Regions from separate parts of the Mus musculus genome. Here region 1 is linked to region 2. A link is a contact called in public promoter capture Hi-C data. All regions are on one chromosome and are shown on one strand. The core of a region is the stretch at or near the end of the contact, and the rest is flanking DNA. Distances in the headings are between cores, read along the strand shown. Region 1 holds the start of Igfbpl1 (insulin-like growth factor binding protein-like 1). Region 2 holds the start of Polr1e (polymerase (RNA) I polypeptide E).

Evidence for each region. Promoter capture Hi-C pulls out the DNA fragments that hold promoters and counts their contacts.
Region 1: a contact with region 2 is called in a promoter capture Hi-C map of liver, with 5 times the contacts expected there. The contact joins the promoter of Igfbpl1 here to the promoter of Polr1e in region 2. A contact is called at or near these places in 20 of 39 promoter capture datasets (the 3T3-L1 cell line, 3T3-L1-derived adipocytes, the C10 cell line and 13 more), 1 of 15 datasets of contacts at CTCF or cohesin (embryonic stem cells), 6 of 484 Hi-C or Micro-C datasets (all in embryonic stem cells), 17 of 115 datasets of contacts at active chromatin or transcription factors (astrocytes, bone marrow-derived macrophages, embryonic brain and 8 more) and 4 of 9 other capture datasets (adipose tissue, embryonic stem cells, embryonic tail and 1 more).

What each region holds. Positions count from the first base shown.
Region 1 is chr4:45,825,520-45,828,653 of GRCm38.p6, forward strand. Igfbpl1 (insulin-like growth factor binding protein-like 1) reads right to left here and starts at 1,308. Exons shown (of 5, transcript NM_018741.2): 1 at 839-1,308. The coding sequence starts at 1,274. It also overlaps a transcript of Stra6l not described here.
Region 2 is chr4:45,017,334-45,020,055 of GRCm38.p6, forward strand. Polr1e (polymerase (RNA) I polypeptide E) reads left to right here and starts at 1,276. Exons shown (of 12, transcript NM_022811.3): 1 at 1,276-1,459; 2 at 1,941-2,044. The coding sequence starts at 1,339.

The DNA.
Region 1 (3,134 bases), core at 58-2,557, 810 kb after region 2:
TGGAACACTTACCACGCCGAGTTCCCCACTACCCTATCCAGATGAAACAAACACTGTTCTCTCAGAGCTCCTGACCAAGTCAAACCCCACACACAGGCAAAGTAGGCTAGCTTCTCTGGACATCCATAGACACTGCTGTTTTGGGTTTTCTTTCTTTCTTTCTTTCTTTCTTTCTTTCTTTCTTTCTTTCTTTCTTTCTTTCTTTCTTTCTTTCTTTCTTTTTTGACACAGGACAGTGATCAGTTAGGGCACTAGGGGCACTTACAATGTGGTGTTAAAAACCAGTTAACCTTTGACATCCCTAGCAGTTGGTAGTTTTCTATTGATTTCCTTAAAGCAGGACCCTTCAGATTACGTGCCCTTTAGACTGGATCAGCATCTCTGGTCCCACAATCTTTTCAGAGCTCACGTTTCCAAAGGTCTTGCCCTTTGTGGCTGGAAGCTCCTCGAAGCCCTTGGTCTGAGACTCACTGGATAGCCAGGATTCTGATGCTCTGTCTTGGTGCTTCTTGAATCCTGTGTGGGACCCCTGCACTCTGGGAATCCTCACCTTCCTTCCTCCATTCAACCTATCCACCTGGACCCATTTTCAAGTAACTATAATAACAGGTTCTTAAGCATTCACATTCCTGTTTGTTCTAGGGCTGAAGTCTGCACGCAGTGGGTAAGGTAGCAAGCAGGCTGTAGAAAGACGCGAAACACTGCTCCTGAAGGGGAAACTGAGGCCCAGGCTGTGTTGTCCACTTTTGTACAATGAAATTCTCTGTCCCACACCCAAGAGCATTGGGGTCCCGCTCTTCCCATTTGCCTGGGTCTTTCTAGGTCAAACCCCACTCACCGAACTCGCAGGGCCCATCGCGAGCCTTGTGCAGGTGGCCATGGTGCGCGCGGGGTGCATGTCGGGCGCGCAGACGTAGCGCGCAGATGCTGGAGTAGGAGCGGCCGTCAGAGCCGCAGACGGCGCCGCGTTGCGCGCACACGCAAAGCCCGGTGCCCTCGGGCGCCGTCCCCGAGGCGCGACTCGCACACACCAGGCCAGGGCCACAGCGTGAGCCCACGGGTCCCCCGCAACTCGCGCCCTCGGCGCCCAGGCAGCGCGCGCAGCAGCCGCACTCGTCGCGCGCGGAGATCCAGGGCGCTGGGCAAGGCGAGGGCGCAGGGCAGCGATCCTGCTGGCACGGGCTGCACTCGGGGTGTCGTCTACCCGCGTCGCGGAGCCCGAGACCCCGGGCCAGTGATGGCAGGAGCAGGAGCAGCAGCGGCAGACGCGGCATGGCCGGCTCCCAGACGGACGGCAGCAGCGCCTCTGCTCCTCTTAGCGCTCGGTGCGTGCAAAGCCACCGCGCCCGCCCCGCGCCCGCTGATTGGCCCGGCCCGCACCGCGGGGCGCCCCTCGGCCCGGGACCAGCGCTGCGCGGCCCTACTGGCTCACTGAACTGCAGAGAAGTCTCCAGAACAGCTCTGCCACCTCCGATTGAGCGCTGGGGGAGACTCAGCGTGGTCCAAACGGCAACTTGTCTCGGCCTTAAAATGTAATGACTCTCAGTCTTCCCACCAGGACGCCTTATTTTACTTTGCTCTCTTTCTTGTTTTGTTTAGGAAAGGGAATCTCTAGTTTAAGATGCCAGATTTTATAAATGGATAGATGGATTTCTTTCCCAGATCGAATACTCAGTTCCCCAGTCCCATTTCCAGTGGCTGCTCTGGCTATTGGGTTCTTGGGTGTGTTTTCAGGCATCTTCTCTGCCTGTACAAGCATGTGTGAGCACATAGCCCAGTCCCCTCATATAAAACATCCACTGCCCGAGTGCACGTATGATTTTGCACTTGGTCTTTTCTACTTACAGAATTTCCAGTTTCCCACCTTTTATCATCTCTGGAACCCGACTCTCTTTCAAGCAATGGGTGCACAGGTGAAAAGGCTATGTGCTCTCACGGGTCTTTCTTTCTCTCTTTCAAAATTTTTTTTCATTTAATTTAAGTGCACTGGTAAGAAGGTGTCAGATTCCCTTGTGAACTGCTTTATGGGTGCTAAGAATTGAACCCAGGTCCCCTGGAAGAGGAATCCGGTGCTCTTAAGCACTGCACCAAGACTCCAGCGCCTCATGGATATTTCTTAATGCTGCATAAATCCATGCATCTTATAGTTGACAGGGCCTTGAGGTGGCTAGATACAGTGATGTATTTTGGACTTTGTGTGGACCAGTCTTGATTGTTACACTCTGCATATTATTTAGATACACAAATGGAAATTAACCACTTGTGTTCTGACCTTTGGCTACTAAGAATGTTGGGACAGGGTCCCAGAGCACAAATCTCAGGACACCCATATTGAGGTTTGGTCTTTTGCTATGTATTGTAATGCTAAATACTACTACTACTACACACACACACCCCAGGGCCTGGTTGCATGTATACAAGTGATGCTATGTAACCTTACCCACCAAGTTATCCCTGATTGGCGAATAAAGATGCCTATTGTCTATAACTGGGCAGAAGAAAGATGGGCAGTGAGTGATTGGTTTCCCCAGGCTTGGGGTCTGAGGAGAAACCACAAGGAGGAGAGGGGAGAAGGTGCAGAAAAGAGAGATGGCATGTGGTAGGCAAGTGAGTCATGAAAACATGGCCATGAGGCTGGGCAATTGGAGTTAAGAGCAGCTCAGATGAACATAGCAAGTTATAACTCGGGGTTATTGATACGGAAGTAGACATAATAACATGGTGGGTAGATATCTACCCAGCTCTAGTGCTGACTAAGGTTTATTAAAATATAAAAGTTGCATGTCTTTTATCTGGAAACCGAATGACCTAAGGTGGGATAGAAACCCCGATTTGAGATTAAATATCTACCACAACACACCTATGACATAGCTGGTAAAGTGTGTTTAAAGACAGGGTCTGGCTGTGGGGTATCCATACAGGCTACTAGGCAGTCTGCATACTTCATCCCTGACAACGGGGACTGTTGCTGGACACTGATGTGTGGCTAGGGGCATAGATGAAGAGAGAAGAACTTACCAAACCAGGCTTCCAAAGAGCCATCCCTACTGCTCCGTGTCCGCTCTTTTGTATATTTTTGGCTTATGTCTGGAGATGGAGAAAGCCTTTCCGTGCCTGGGAAGAGCTGCTGCAGA
Region 2 (2,722 bases), core at 26-2,525:
CACCAGGTGGGTCCTAGGAAGACCATCAAACTTGGTAGCAAGTGCCTTTATCCACTGAGCTTTTTCCAGACCTCTCACTCAACATTTGCTGAGGTCCCCCCCCCCCCCACTTTTTTTTTTTACAGGACCTTTCAGGAGTTGGAGGTGCAGAAGTGAAAGAAATGAAATAAACTTTCTTTCTGGCTGGGTGTGATGGTGTGTGTATGTAATCTCAGCACTTGGCAAGAGGATGGGGAGTCACCCTCAGGCACAGAACAAGTGGAGTTTGAAGACAACCTGAGCCCAAAAGGAACAGAGACCTCAGTCCCTTCTTCCTCCTTTCATCCTTGACCACCAGATGAGCAGTTTTGCTTTACCATACATTCCCTCTTGGGACCCAAATAAATTAATAATTTAAAAAGTGAAATGTTTCTAATAGGCTCTACCATTCATTACTAACCTCAAATAAACTGAGTATGGAAAAGATTCTGACAGAAGGGGGGATGACTAATTAGTTAACTAAGTCCTTTTATATTCTTTTTTCCTTTCTGGAAAGAATCAATAGAAAATCACTGGGTAGAGTCAAAGAAAGTGTAACCTTCCAACCAAAGAGTTGTGACAGCTAGAAGCAAAGTATAATTTGTGTGTATGTGTGACAGTTCTCACTTGAACTTGCCTCAAATTCATGGCAGCCCTGCTCTTAAATGCTGGGATTACAAGTGTAAGGCTGCAACACGGTTTCTGACAGGCTCTTTTAGCTGAAAAGGCAGTATCAAGGCCGTTGGGGAAATTGAATACTACAAGATTACATGGTTGAATCACTGTTAGCTCTCTTATTTGGGTGGCTGCATTGAAATTACTCAGGGAGAAACCCTACATTAGTCAGTTTTTTTCTATTACCTTAACAAAATATGTGAGACAAAGCTGGTGGTCTAATCTCCGTGAATTTGAGGCCATTATGTTTCACAGAATGAGTTCCAGACCAACCAGGATTACACACATGGTGATAGCCGGCCTTAAACGACAATAACAACACAAAATGAAGACAGCTCATAAAGAGGAACGGTTTCTTTTATTTTGGTTCACAGTTCTGGAGATTTTGGTGTGACTGGTCCCACAGCTTAGAGCCTGCGGTGAGCAATACAACACAAAAGTGAAGCTGCTCTCCTGGAGGTCCGAGACGAAAGGGGAGTTACTGCATCCTCCTGCAAGGGGGAGGGTGTGATCCTCAAGGGAAAGAACCAAAGAGTGGGCGGGGACGCGATCCAGTGAGGGGCGTGGCCTTACTGCTGGTGTACCCTGGGCGGGGCCTAGAATGTCACTTCCGGTTTTTGAGTCCGCGTGTGAACCGGCGAGCTCATGGCTACTCTGGAGTCTCCTGGGATGGATGACCAGGCTGGAGACACGGAGACAGAGGCGCTACAGAGTGCAAGGTGGCTGTACTGTGGAGAGCCCGACGACAGGCAGAAAGCTGTGCTGGGTAAAGACCGCCGACCCGGAGCGGAGTTCCGCGTAATCCTTTCCGCTTCTGTCTGGGTACCACGGTAGCCCACTGCCTGCAGCCGGGACAGGTTCCCTGCCACCATCACCTTTTCCCTCCGCATTCATCTATCGTCACCACTTCGGACTCGTCTCAGGGCAGTGCCCAGGGACCTGACATCTCCACAGCTCTCTCATTTGCCCTTTTCCCCCCTCTACGGAGCAGAGTTTCCTCTCTTGCCAGTTAATGGCATTTCCTCAGTCGTTCTCTTTTGTCACAACCCCTGCCCAGAGGTCACTTCCCCTCCCCTCCTCCATCTCCCTCTTTAGAACTGGACCAGGGCTTTCTTCATACCCCCCCGCCCCCCGAAAGTCGGACTTAAGCTCCCTTGCCTTCACTACCGGCGTCCAGCCACAGTGCAGGTCTCCCCATCCATACCCTGCTGGTCCTCGCCTCTTATTCTTGGCTTACACTCTTACAGTCCAGTTCTCCAATGGGAAGCTGCAGAATCCGGGCGACATGCGCTTCACCTTGTACAACAGCACCGACTTAGTAAACCCCAGGCAGAGGAGTCACCGGATCGTGGTAAGTGCTTGCTGGTACAGATGGTCTGGGCTCTGCAGACCTCAAAAGGTTCTTGGTGTGGGCAGACATGGGAGACCTGGCCTGGGGGGGAGGAAAGGAGGAGTAGCAAATGAGACTCTGGCCCCACTGAGGAGCAAGATTTTGGGCTTTTCACTTATATGGGCTTTATCTTTCCAGACAGGGTTTCTTCCTGTAGCCCTGGCTATCCTGGAAATTACTATATAGACCTGGCTGGCTTTGAACTCAGAGAATCACCACCTGTCTCTGACTCCGTAGTGCTGGGATTAAAGGTGTGCAGCACCACCCACCCCTGGCTTCATAAGTTGTCCCCCTACATGACCTTATTGAACGTTCACCATGTCCTCATGCCGCAGGCTAAGGAAGCATCTTCATGGGATTTGCACCTCTTAGGGAGGTCACTGTTCAGAGCTCAGCTTCAACCCTATTTTATGTGTATGGGTGTTGTTCATTTTTGTCTATGTACAATGTGTGTGTAGCTAGTGGAAGCCAGAAGTGGGCATTGGATCCCCTAGAACTGGGGTTACAGATGCTTGTGAATCAAATGTGACCCCAGAGTGATGGTTTTTTTGTTTGTTTGTTTGCTTGTTTTTTCAAAGGTTTCTTTGTACAGCTCGGGTTGGCCTTGAACTTAGAGATCTACCTGTCTCTGCCTCCTGA